3 separate regions of the Mus musculus genome follow, and all the other regions are linked to region 2. The links are chromatin contacts, called in public promoter capture Hi-C maps. All regions are on one chromosome and are shown on one strand. The core of a region is the stretch at or near the end of the contact, and the rest is flanking DNA. Distances in the headings are between cores, read along the strand shown. Region 1 holds the start of B930059L03Rik (RIKEN cDNA B930059L03 gene). Region 2 holds the start of Amn (amnionless). Region 3 holds the start of Dio3os (deiodinase, iodothyronine type III, opposite strand).

Region 1 (3,497 bases), core at 761-3,260, 680 kb before region 2:
GACACCACGTGGTTGCTGGGAATTAAACTCAGGACCTCTGGAAAAGCAGTCACTGTTCTTAACCACTGAGCCATCTCTCCAGCCTGCAGAAGGGAGTTTGTTTGTTTTGCTGTTGTCTTTAAAGATGGTGGGAGATTTGAGCTTTCTGAGCAACTTAGTTAAAAGATGAGGTCATGAATTACAAATGAAAGCAATGGCATTCTCTCCCAGTTTCAGGAGTATGGAAGATCCCAGCCCTCCCAACAACAGTATACCACCCCCCTAAGGAAAGAGGTTTTTCTTTAAATGGTGAGTGACAAGGGCCTCATCTTCCATGGGATGCCACCTGCCACAGGTGACAGCCTGGAGTCTACAGAAAGTAGCTGCATTTCTGTTTCCTGTGACAGGCTCTCTCTACACCATGAGAAGGCATCAAACGGGATACACTGCATTAAACTACACTGCTCTGCAGAACTATGGCTGCAGGAAGCACCACTGGCTTAGGCGATGGTACTCCACCGCTTCCCAGCTGGCTGGCTGCACGTAGCTGGAGGGCAAGGAGCTGGCTGAAAGTAGACACCCATAACAGAAATTCTACCTCCACCTACATGCCAAAAGAGACATAGGCATGCCGTGTAGGTGTGAGGAATATTCCCGAGGAGGATGCAAAGCCAGCAGAGGCAGGTAAGCAGGGGCTCCCACTGGCAGTGTCGCCATCCTATGCAGATCTCAGGGCCACAAGTCAATGCTTCTGGAAGGACAGGAAAGTAACCCCAGTAGCAGGTGAGGAAGGGTGGGTCACTTCAGTTTACTGTTGGTGGCTTGCAGATTTGTAGGACCCTTAAAAATGCAACTGAAAGTTTTAAAAGGTAAGTGTTGAAAACATTTTGAGACAGTCTTACCAAAAATCCTACTACCCAGCCCCCTGAATGCTGGCATTAGAAACACGTTCCACCCTGCAGGGTGTCATGTATTTTGACTCTGCAATTCTGCTTCAAAAATTTAGCCATCAGCAAAATTCACCTAGTCTGAGCAGTAAGGCCAGCTACTCCCGGCCGCACTGTTTTCCATGCTGAAAAACAGAAACCAGGAATTATCCTCACCTGCCTGAAGTGTTGCTAGATGCAAATGTGAGCAGAGAAGTGAGAAAACCCCAGCACACGCTCTCACTCCTTAAGATTTTATTTTTTTAAATGTGTTTGTTTCTGTATGTGGATTTGTACATATGAGTGCAAGTGCCCACGGAAGCAAGAGGGTGTTCGGTCCCCTGGGGCTAGGGTTATAAATAGTCTGTCCCTAACGTGGGACTCTAAACTCGGATTGTCCGGAAGAACTGTACATGGACCTAACTGCTGAGCGGTCTCCATAAAATATGGCCAAATTGAAACTAGAAAGGTTCTGGCACTCATTCCAAATTCGAATTCATCCTCACCCCAGGACTAACTTTTCCTGCCGGCCCAACACCTTCTTCTCAAACATTCCACACTGCAGCCAAGAGGGAGCTTGCAAAAACATCCCTCCAACCAGTCACCCCAGGATAGCCCGTGAGCCCTCTACAAGCAATGTCCCTATTACCCTACTTATCGCTGTACCTTCAGTCTGGCACCGTGTGGGACACTCAAAACTGCGTCTGATGGACGCAATGTACAGATAAATGTGGGATCAGCGAGAACAGCAAGATCCAAGTGGAGAGGCAATCAAATGTGGGTACGTGTGTGTAAGGTGGACGTGCTGACATACGCCTTCCATGCCAGCACTGGAAAGGTGGAGGCAGGAGCATCAGAGTTGGGACTCAGCACGGCTACCCGGCATCCAAACCAAAGAGCAAGCGGATGGCAGCAGGTACCCCGTAGGAATGAGACAAAGCGCATGCAGAAAACGGAGAAGAGTTCAAAGTCAACAGGATATCAGCTCAGCACAGCTGCACCAGAACACGGCAGCAGGACAAGGGCGGCCCCGGGAAGGTCTCTGCCATCTCGGCAGGGCGGAGATCTCCGCAAGGCGCAGCCTCCACGGCGCACGTGACTGGATGAGTCACCGCGCCAGGAAGCCGCACGAAACCTCGGTTCGGCAGCTCGAACGCAGGCTGACTTAGGACAAGGCAGCGACGTCTAGAGGAAGCCGCAGAGGGGGCCGCGTCCCTTGGCGGGAGGGGAGTGAGGGCCGCGGACGGCCCGGACCCAAGCTTAGACGCTTGGCCCACGGCACACAGGACAGGGAGACCGACTACCTTCACCTAAACGCTGGCGCAGGGAAATGACGCAGCGCATCGACCAATCGGGAAGTGTCTGACTCTGAATCTCGCGATATTCACGGGAGGAAAATGAGCCAATCGCAATGCCCCTTCTTCCAGGCCGCGGTGATTGGCTTGAGGACTCACATGATCGTTCGAGGCCACACGTGACCGCTCCCCTGGCGACACGTGATCGACCTGCCACTCTGCAGAAGTGGCTTCTGGACAGCGGCAAACAGGCGTCCGTGGAACTGAACGGCAGGTCCTGGGTTACAGCCCCGTCACTTTCCACTTGATAGGCGGGGTTGGTGACCAGGGTCCCATGTGACCCCCGTCATGGAACCCCGAGACGCGACCGTAGCGTGGATAGGACAGGGCCAACCTGTCCCCTGTAGCAGCTCTGAGAACTGAAGTAGGTGGGAGGCTGGGGATGCCGAGAGATTAACGAAAGAAACCAGTAAGCAGGGTCAGGAAACTCGTCCCACCTAAGTGGCGTGTACCGGACACGTGGTAACGTAAAGAGGTAGAGGTGCTTGCTATGTAAATAACTATGGAGGACCAGAACTCACATAGATGAGGACTTTGAGCACCCCGTCTTTCCCACTACCACTCACTGGGTGCCTCTTTCTTTCCTTCTTTCTCTAATTTACTCATAAGACAGGGTCTCGCCTTGGCTAGCCTTATTGTCTGTCTGTCTGTCTGTCTATAAAACAGAGTCTCTTCTTGGCTGACCTGGAACTCACTGTGTAGACCCTAAACTCAAGAGATGTCCCTGCCTCTGCCCTAAGAATAAAGGCGTGCACTTCCTGGCTTGACTTCTGTCTCCCTCTCTCCTTTCTTTGTAGTAAACTGCCTGTCTCCGACTCTGTCCCTGAGTCTTACTGTTCTAGGGCTCAAAAATCTGGAAATTTGTGCTGATTCCCTCCAGGGTCATAGCCATGCCTGTTCCAAGGAAGCCCTAGCGATGTCTGTTTCCCACTGCTTCCTGCCCAAGATACTGGTAACCCTGGAAGGTAGCCCTGGTGTGGGGGTGCTGTCAGAAGCATGGACACAATTCTCTCTCTCCATGATGTTAGAATTTCCTGAATAATAAATTGGCAGTCTGCATCCCTTGTATTGATGTAATTTGTTGAGTAGTTTTGTTCTCACTCTCTTAATAAATAATAACTCTTGGGTCACACATTACACCTCACAATGCAATGTAAATTACAGAATGGCTATTCAAGGTTAGAGTTCACAGAGGCCTTCCTGGAGGCAGAGGCAGATAGCTGCTACAACATTTGCT
Region 2 (3,666 bases), core at 125-2,624:
CTCAGGAAAGAAAAGTGTGTTTGGGCTTACAGTTGGAGGAGACGGCAGGGAGGGCATGAGGCGGCTGGTCATACTGGTATGTCATACACATCGCGCTGTGGTATGGCTCAGGAAGCAGAGAGGAAGACTTTCCACAGTCAGTGCAGGTCTGGCCCGATCAGTGTCTGGAGAGACCTTCACAGCCACAGCCAGAGGTGTGTCTGGGGTGAACCTGCTAAGCTGGCTGTGAAGTCACACCATGCAACCCACCAACCAAACCTCATCTGCCCACAGTTCACCCACACTCCTCCCTGGTATCTTCTTCAGGCATCCATTTTTGCCCCACAGGGACATGTGACTGGGCGGGGCTGGATGACAAGAGACAACTCCCGAGTGACATGTTGACCTCTGGGCTGGGAAGCTTCTTGCCTGGGGTAGCCTCTCATTACCCCGTTTGCCCGATCTCCATCCTCTTTCCGGCCCTGCCAAGGGACCCGCCTCATCTACTGTCTGTTTCCACTCATCCCACATAAAATCTGTTACCTCTCCTCGACCTTCCTGTTACCTCAGCCAACACTCCTTGCAGATGGACCCCACCAGCATCTTCACCCCACTTTCCCAGCATCCTCAGTCTGCCATCCACCAGACATCCCTTCCGGTCCACTCTTCCCCCCCACACACACAACCTAGTCATGTCTACAGCTGCCATCACTCCCACCCAGCCACCACCCACTGTCCCCTACCCACTCATCCACAGCTATCAGTGAGCCACCCTCTACCATTAGCCCAGTCACTCTCCAGCCACTGTCATCCCCATTGCTATCAGGAATTTAACATCCAACACCAGGTGCCACTGTCAATGATGTACTCACAGAAGCCCTCCTCAAGCCACTGCCACCACCGTTTGGTGACTGGCCCACCCGTCATTTCTCTCACTGGTGATTCTCCATTCATCGTGCACCCTGCCTGTCACCTCTAACCTGCCTTCATGGCCAGCCTACCCAGGCACGTCACTCTCTGCCTTAGCTCTCTTTGTTCTCTTCCAGGACCTTCACGCGCCTTTGACATCCCTTCCGGTCTGTTCTGCAACCCACACAATCCCTGCAGAGCACACACCCAGGCTAAGACTTCAGGCCTGGAGAAGATGGGCAAAGATGGCTGAGTTCCAGGGTTCTTGGCCACCTCCACACCGTGTCACCGGGAAAGTCAGGACGACACCCTCTTATTGGGTACCCAGGGTCCTGGGTCCTAAAGGGCAGATGCTAAAGCCGCTGAGAAGATTCCTCCAAGGGCCCTCAGGAGACAGCTGGGCGATCCCAAGGTAAATGTGTAACATCTGGGCGCCCCCTGTCCCTCAGCCCCGCCCGGTCACGTGGGGCCCTCGGAGCGAAGTCCGCATCTGTGAGAGCCTCGGCGGAGAGATGGGTGCTCTGGGCCGGGTCCTGCTGTGGCTGCAGCTCTGTGGTAGGCCCCGTGTCCCCCTGGGTCTGGACCTTGATTGAGGCTGAGGTTTCTCTAGGAAGGGTCGCGATCGCAGGAGAGGTTGGGATATGGAGGTGGCGTTGGCAGCCTGCCTCAATTTCCCGGTCCTCTGGCGTGGGTTGGTAAAGTTTCCAAAGCCCAGGAAGTGGAGAAACCGCAGCCTATTCCCGTGGACCTCCCAGCCCCTGGCGCCTCCTCTGTGCACAATCGGGACAGGGTCGCCAACTCCGGGCTCTGGGACCCCTCTCTGCCCCAGTGAGCTTCCCGCCAGAGCTCTTTCCTAAGGGCCGATTCCCCTCCGACCCCCCCCCCCCCGGGCAGTCAGAGTGCTGTGAATAGAGACGACGTTCCGAGGGAGGAGAAGGGCATGTTTGCGCGGGTTCTGTAGATCAGCTAAGAGTGCGCCTGAGAACGCCGCGGTGGGGCCTGACCGCCTTGCGCTGTGTGCACCTCTGCCGCGCCTCTTTGGAAAGTCGCCTTCCCAGAAGGCGACACTCAGCCTTCCTTTCTTTAGCAATGACTCGGGCCGCCTACAAACTTTGGGTCCCCAATACCTCCTTCGATACTGCCTCCAACTGGAACCAGAACCGGACCCCGTGCGCGGGAGATGCGGTTCAGTTCCCGGCGGACAAGGTACCTTGGTGGGGGGTTGAGGGGATGAACTGGAGGTGGGGAGGTCGGTCAGCCTCGCGCCTAACGCCACCTCTTGCTGCAGATGGTGTCGGTCCTGGTACGAGACAGTCACGCCATCTCGGATATGGTAAGGCTCGGGGCTGTGGCCTCAGCGGGCATGGCTGGCCCTGGGTCGTGCGCCGCCATGGAGCCTCTGGGTAGAGACAATCTCTGGGAAAGGACATCAGAGAGTACGTGGGGTCTCCCAGTCCAGCTCCACTGTCCCCTCCCCCACAGTATCTAAGTGCAGGGTGGGCTCTGGGAAACGTGCCTGCCCTTCCCTTCCTGGAGGCCATGTTAACAAGCTACCAGTGGCCCAGCTAGCCGGAGGGTGAGGAGCAAGAGGTTAAACAGCCCCTGCCTCCCCTCATGCTAAGGCTATGTGCTTTATAAATAAAGGCTGATGGTCCCGAGACCCTAGTTCAGACCCTGTGGTTGGAGCTAAGAATGAACTCTCTCTCTCTCTTCCTTTCTTCCTTAATTCCTTTTCTTTTGGTTTTTCTAGACTGTGTTTCTCTGTGTAGCTCTGGCTGTCCTGAAACTCACTCCGTAGACCAGGCTGGCCTCGAACTCAGAAATCCGCCTGCCTCTGCCTCCCAAGTGCTGGGATTAAAGGCGTGCGCCACCACGCCTGGCTCTTCCTTTTGCTAATTTCCTAACGGGATGACATGGGAGTTCCACCTTCTGTTCCAATTCTCCAAAAAAAGACTAGCATCCTCCAAGCAACTTGTGCACGCAGAACCACTAGAGGCCAGAAGGGGGCGCCAGATCACAGCCGGTTGTGAGCCACCATGTGGACCGGGAGCCTGCATTCTTTGTAAGAGCAGTCTTGAACCTTAACCAGTGGGCCATGGCTCCAGCCATTTATTGTCTGTTCATATCTTGGAAGCTGGGATAGTCTCTGTCTTTGATATCAAGCATACCTGCATGTGTGGATTAGGTTCTGCTTGCTGGCGCTTCCGCTGAAGTCTGCTTTCCCAAGCTCAGGTCTGGAAAGCTCTCCCCATTGTTTCATGTCTCTGCCTCAGCCTCCCTCAGACAGTAATTTGGTACTTGGATGTCCACCCTTCCCCTGGACTCCTCTGCCGTCTTCTGTGGAGCCTGGATGTGGCCACCTGTCACTGAACACCCACAGCTAGACCAGGCCTGGTGTTTATCTACTAGTGCTAGGTCCCTAGTGGGGTAGCTTTCTACAATCTCGTCTTATTTCCTCTTCCGTTCTGTTCGTTTATTGTGATGCTAGGGACAGAACCCAGGGTCTCACAAATGCTAGGTAGGTAGGTGTTCCATCCCCGAGTTCTACCCCAGCCCTGTTCTTTATAAGAATACATTCCATTCACATGGTGTGTGTGTGTGTGTGTGTGTGTGTGTGTGTGTGTGTGTGTGAGAGAGAGAGAGAGAGAGAGAGAGAGAGAGAGCGCCCATCCTGAGGTGCCACTGTGCTTACAATACATCATGTCTGTTCCCACCCGTGGGTGGAGTCCCTTGGCGTGGGTGTACCTGGCCTATGTCATCTCCTCTGTCTAGGGTGAG
Region 3 (3,370 bases), core at 532-3,031, 990 kb before region 2:
CTTGAAACAGGACAAGTACCCCAACTTGTGTCCCTTCCCAAATCTGCCAGGTCCACTGAGGCCTACACCCCTCATGGATTTCAGAAGAGTCTTGGCCTTGGGCCAGTATTCATGTTCTAGACCACTGGGACAAGACAAGATAGTTTAAGTAACTGGTAGAAAGGCTGAGAACTACAGCTAGTTAGGGGTGCTCCCCTGAAGGGCATGGGAAAAGAGGACTGGGGAGGAAAATAGAGATGAGGAGGAACCGCAGAAAGGTAGGGAGCACTGGTGTGGTTGTCAAGCCAGGTATGTGTCCCCAAAGCCAGAATCACTGGCACCCCTTGGGTCTTTCCTCACCTGTACAGGATGCCAGGGAAGTCGAAGGCCTGGGTTCTTCATCCAAGGCTCTGGAATCCTGAGGTGTGGGGTGTAGCCTATTTCCCACACAACACCCGCCCCTGTCCAGAAATGTGGATGGCAGGGTTTCCCAAGTGTCCCATATCAGAAAGGGGTGATGTTCAGGGGTGACTGGTCCCATAGAGCAGGACCAGAAGGACTTCTATCTGTCCCAGACTATGGCTGCCACATGGCATATGCACCTACACACATAATGCGAGAAGGGGAGGATCGGCCTCATATCCCTGTCCCAGGTCCTTATAGGAAGAAGCAGGACACAAGCCCTAGACTGGTATCTCCCAGAGATGAGGGGATCTTGGGCTGAAGAGAACTATCTCTTGCTCTACCCAAGACAGCGCCCAGAAGCTCCCAATCTGTCTCTCAGACTCTCCAGCCAGAGTCTCTTCTCACTTTACCACCTAAGTCTGAAAGAGAGTGGGGGGGGGGTTGATCTGTAAGCTCAGAGGAGCCCTGCTTAGGGATAGAACCATGAGTGGAACCCCCAGCCAGGCACGTTCAGGGAGATTTCTGAAGTCCTCCTGAAAGACCTTACAAAGAGTGCTAGAAACAGCAAAGGAGTCTGATGGCTTCCTTCAGGTGGGAAGTGCTGATGTTTACTCCCTTGCCCCCAGAGCAGAGACATCCTCTGACCCAGAGGGAGAAGAGCCACTTTCACAGGCTGTTCACAGGCAGCACACTCCAGATCCAGCTGCTCTGGCGGCCACAGGTCCCGCGACCGAGGGACTCCCTGGGCAGAGCATCCTGCCAGGACAGCAGAAACCAGGTGGTGAGGGCGGGCGCCTACCTGGGCGCCCTCTGGGCTACTTGAGGTCGACTTTTCCGGACAAGTTCCATGGCTAATGGAAAGTGGTCTGACTGTGCTCACCCTCCCGAGACGCCAGCGCGGTCTCTGGTAGAGAAAGTTAGGTAGCTGGTCTCTCCCGAGAGGGCGATGCATGGGACGCAAGCAGCTGGAGCTGTAGTATCCGGCTGGGGTCCCGTTACCCCAGAGAAGGCCCCTGTGAGTGCTGGAGCATTCTAGGGAGTGCGATTCTTAGGCGCTGCCTTCGGGTTGAGGCCTTGACCTGAGGGGTCATTGTGAGGTGTATCTAAAGTGGAACTTGCTTAGGGTCTCGAGGACCCCAGGTCAAGCAGCCCCGCCGCCCCTGAACCCAAGTCTCCAGCAGTGCGCCACGCGCAGAGACAGATTAGGAGGTCTGCGCCGCTGTGGCAGAGCCGACCAGAGCCCCACGCTGTTGGGGAGTTGCCCCGCACCCCTAAAAAGCCTCAGCACACGTTCCCTGTTGAAAGTACGCACTTTACGCGTCCGGGCGCCTCCGCGGTTGAGTCGGGCCGCCGCGCTCCGAGTTCGCGAAGGTGGCTCAGTTCGGGCGCTCCAGTCTCGACGTTCCCGGGGCAGAGAGCAACGTCCGGGGACGAACGGGACGGGTGCGCCCGGCGGCCGGGGCTGCGCCGGGCGAGGCAAGCGGCGAGAGGGGAGCGCTCCCGCGTTCAGGCAACAGCTACCCCTAGTGGGAGAGCCGCCCGGGGCCGGCGCCGCCCCGCGCCCGCTGCCCCGCGCCCCGCGCCCGCAGCGCCCCGCGCCCAGGGCGTCCCGGAGCCGGCCGAGGGCGAGGCCCGGCGTCGCTTGCCGCGACTCTCCGGGTCTCCCGAGCTGGGCGCCAGCCCACCCGCGGGCCCTGCCCTCGGCACCTCCGGGCTGGAGCCGAGGGGCAGCTGACCCGGGAACCGCGGCGTCCGGCGGGAGCGAGATGGGACGGGGCGGGCGCGGCGCGGACTGGGGCGGCGCGCGGCAAGCTCGGGCAGCGGCGGGGGGCGCGGAGCGCGGTGTGCGTGGCGGGGCGGTGCGGGGGGCGGCCGTGTGCGAGGCGCGAGTGTGAGCGCGCGCGGGAGGCGGGCGGACGGGCTGCGGCAGTCGAGCGGCGCCCGCGGGCGAGCGGGGAAGGCGGCGGGAACCCAAAGTTGCCTCCTCGCGGGCCCGCGTCCCCGGCGGGGCTGCAGCCGGGGGCCGGCCGAGCGGCGGCCGCAGACCTGGACTCCCGCGGTACCTGGGCAGCGACCCCGCACGAGCAGCAGCAGCGTGGGCGGCGTTGGCGGCGGCGCGCGGGAAGCGAACCGGAGCTCCGGCGCGGCGCTGCGGCCGCCGGGGAACTCAGCTCAGGTGCGCGGCGAAGAGGGCGCGGGCTGGGACCCGCCCGCTGGGACCTAGGAGGTGCGAGGCGCTTGCGCGGGTTACACCATTGCCACCACTGACTGCTTGGCTCTGAGATCGGGCTCCTAGTCCCTGGACACAGCGGCTTCGGGGTCCCCCGCCCCTGAGAGCGGGCTGCGGGACTCAGGCCCGCCCCTGCCAGCCCCGGGACGCACCGCTCCACCCTCGACCAGCCTGCGCCCGCCCTCGACCCAAGATTTCTGGGGCATTGGCCGCGCCTCTGGGTGATCCCTCCGGGCTCAAGTTGCAAGGGGGCGGGCCCCGGTCGGAGGTGGAGTCTCCCGCCAATTCAAGCTTTGACTATAAATTGAGCTCCCAGAGCACCGAGGACCAGATGCCTCGCCAGGCCGCCTCGAGGTTGGTGGTCGGAGAAGGTGAAGGGCCCCCGGGGGCTTCGGGGCCCGCGGCCACCATGCTCCGCTCTCTGCTGCTTCACTCGCTGAGGCTCTGCGCCCAGACCGCCTCGTGCCTCGTGCTGTTCCCGCGCTTCCTAGGCACGGCCTTCATGCTCTGGCTTTTAGATTTCTTGTGCATCCGCAAGCATTTCCTGCGCCGTCGCCATCCTGACCACCCTGAGCCCGAAGTAGAGCTCAACAGTGAAGGCGAGGAGATGCCCCCTGACGACCCGCCCATATGCGTATCAGACGACAACCGTCTGTGCACCCTGGCCTCTCTCAAAGCCGTGTGGCATGGCCAGAAATTGGATTTCTTCAAGCAAGCCCATGAGGGTGGCCCAGCGCCCAACTCGGAGGTTGTCCG

Evidence for each region. Promoter capture Hi-C pulls out the DNA fragments that hold promoters and counts their contacts.
Region 1: a contact with region 2 is called in a promoter capture Hi-C map of liver, with 7 times the contacts expected there. The contact joins the promoter of B930059L03Rik here to the promoter of Amn in region 2. A contact is called at or near these places in 2 of 39 promoter capture datasets (embryonic stem cells and liver) and 1 of 9 other capture datasets (pancreatic islet).
Region 3: a promoter capture Hi-C map of embryonic stem cells shows a contact between it and region 2. The contact joins the promoter of Dio3os here to the promoter of Amn in region 2. A contact is called at or near these places in 1 of 39 promoter capture datasets (embryonic stem cells) and 1 of 484 Hi-C or Micro-C datasets (embryonic stem cells).

What each region holds. Positions count from the first base shown.
Region 1 is chr12:110,589,364-110,592,860 of GRCm38.p6, forward strand. B930059L03Rik (RIKEN cDNA B930059L03 gene) reads left to right here and starts at 2,011. Exons shown (of 1, transcript NR_033340.1): 1 at 2,011-3,316.
Region 2 is chr12:111,269,722-111,273,387 of GRCm38.p6, forward strand. It overlaps Amn (amnionless), which reads left to right and starts at 1,375. Exons shown (of 12, transcript NM_033603.3): 1 at 1,375-1,443; 2 at 1,976-2,094; 3 at 2,177-2,221. The coding sequence starts at 1,401. Gm51960 (a long non-coding RNA gene) reads right to left here. Exons shown (of 3, transcript XR_003950150.1): 1 at 3,057-3,666; 2 at 2,099-2,304; 3 at 1-1,494.
Region 3 is chr12:110,276,287-110,279,656 of GRCm38.p6, forward strand. It overlaps Dio3os (deiodinase, iodothyronine type III, opposite strand), which reads right to left and starts at 1,782. Exons shown (of 4, transcript NR_002866.2): 1 at 1,697-1,782; 2 at 1,265-1,463; 3 at 340-1,140. It overlaps Dio3 (deiodinase, iodothyronine type III), which reads left to right and starts at 2,944. Exons shown (of 1, transcript NM_172119.2): 1 at 2,944-3,370. The coding sequence starts at 2,946. It overlaps Mir1247 (microRNA 1247), which reads right to left and starts at 1,843; the gene lies at 1,762-1,843.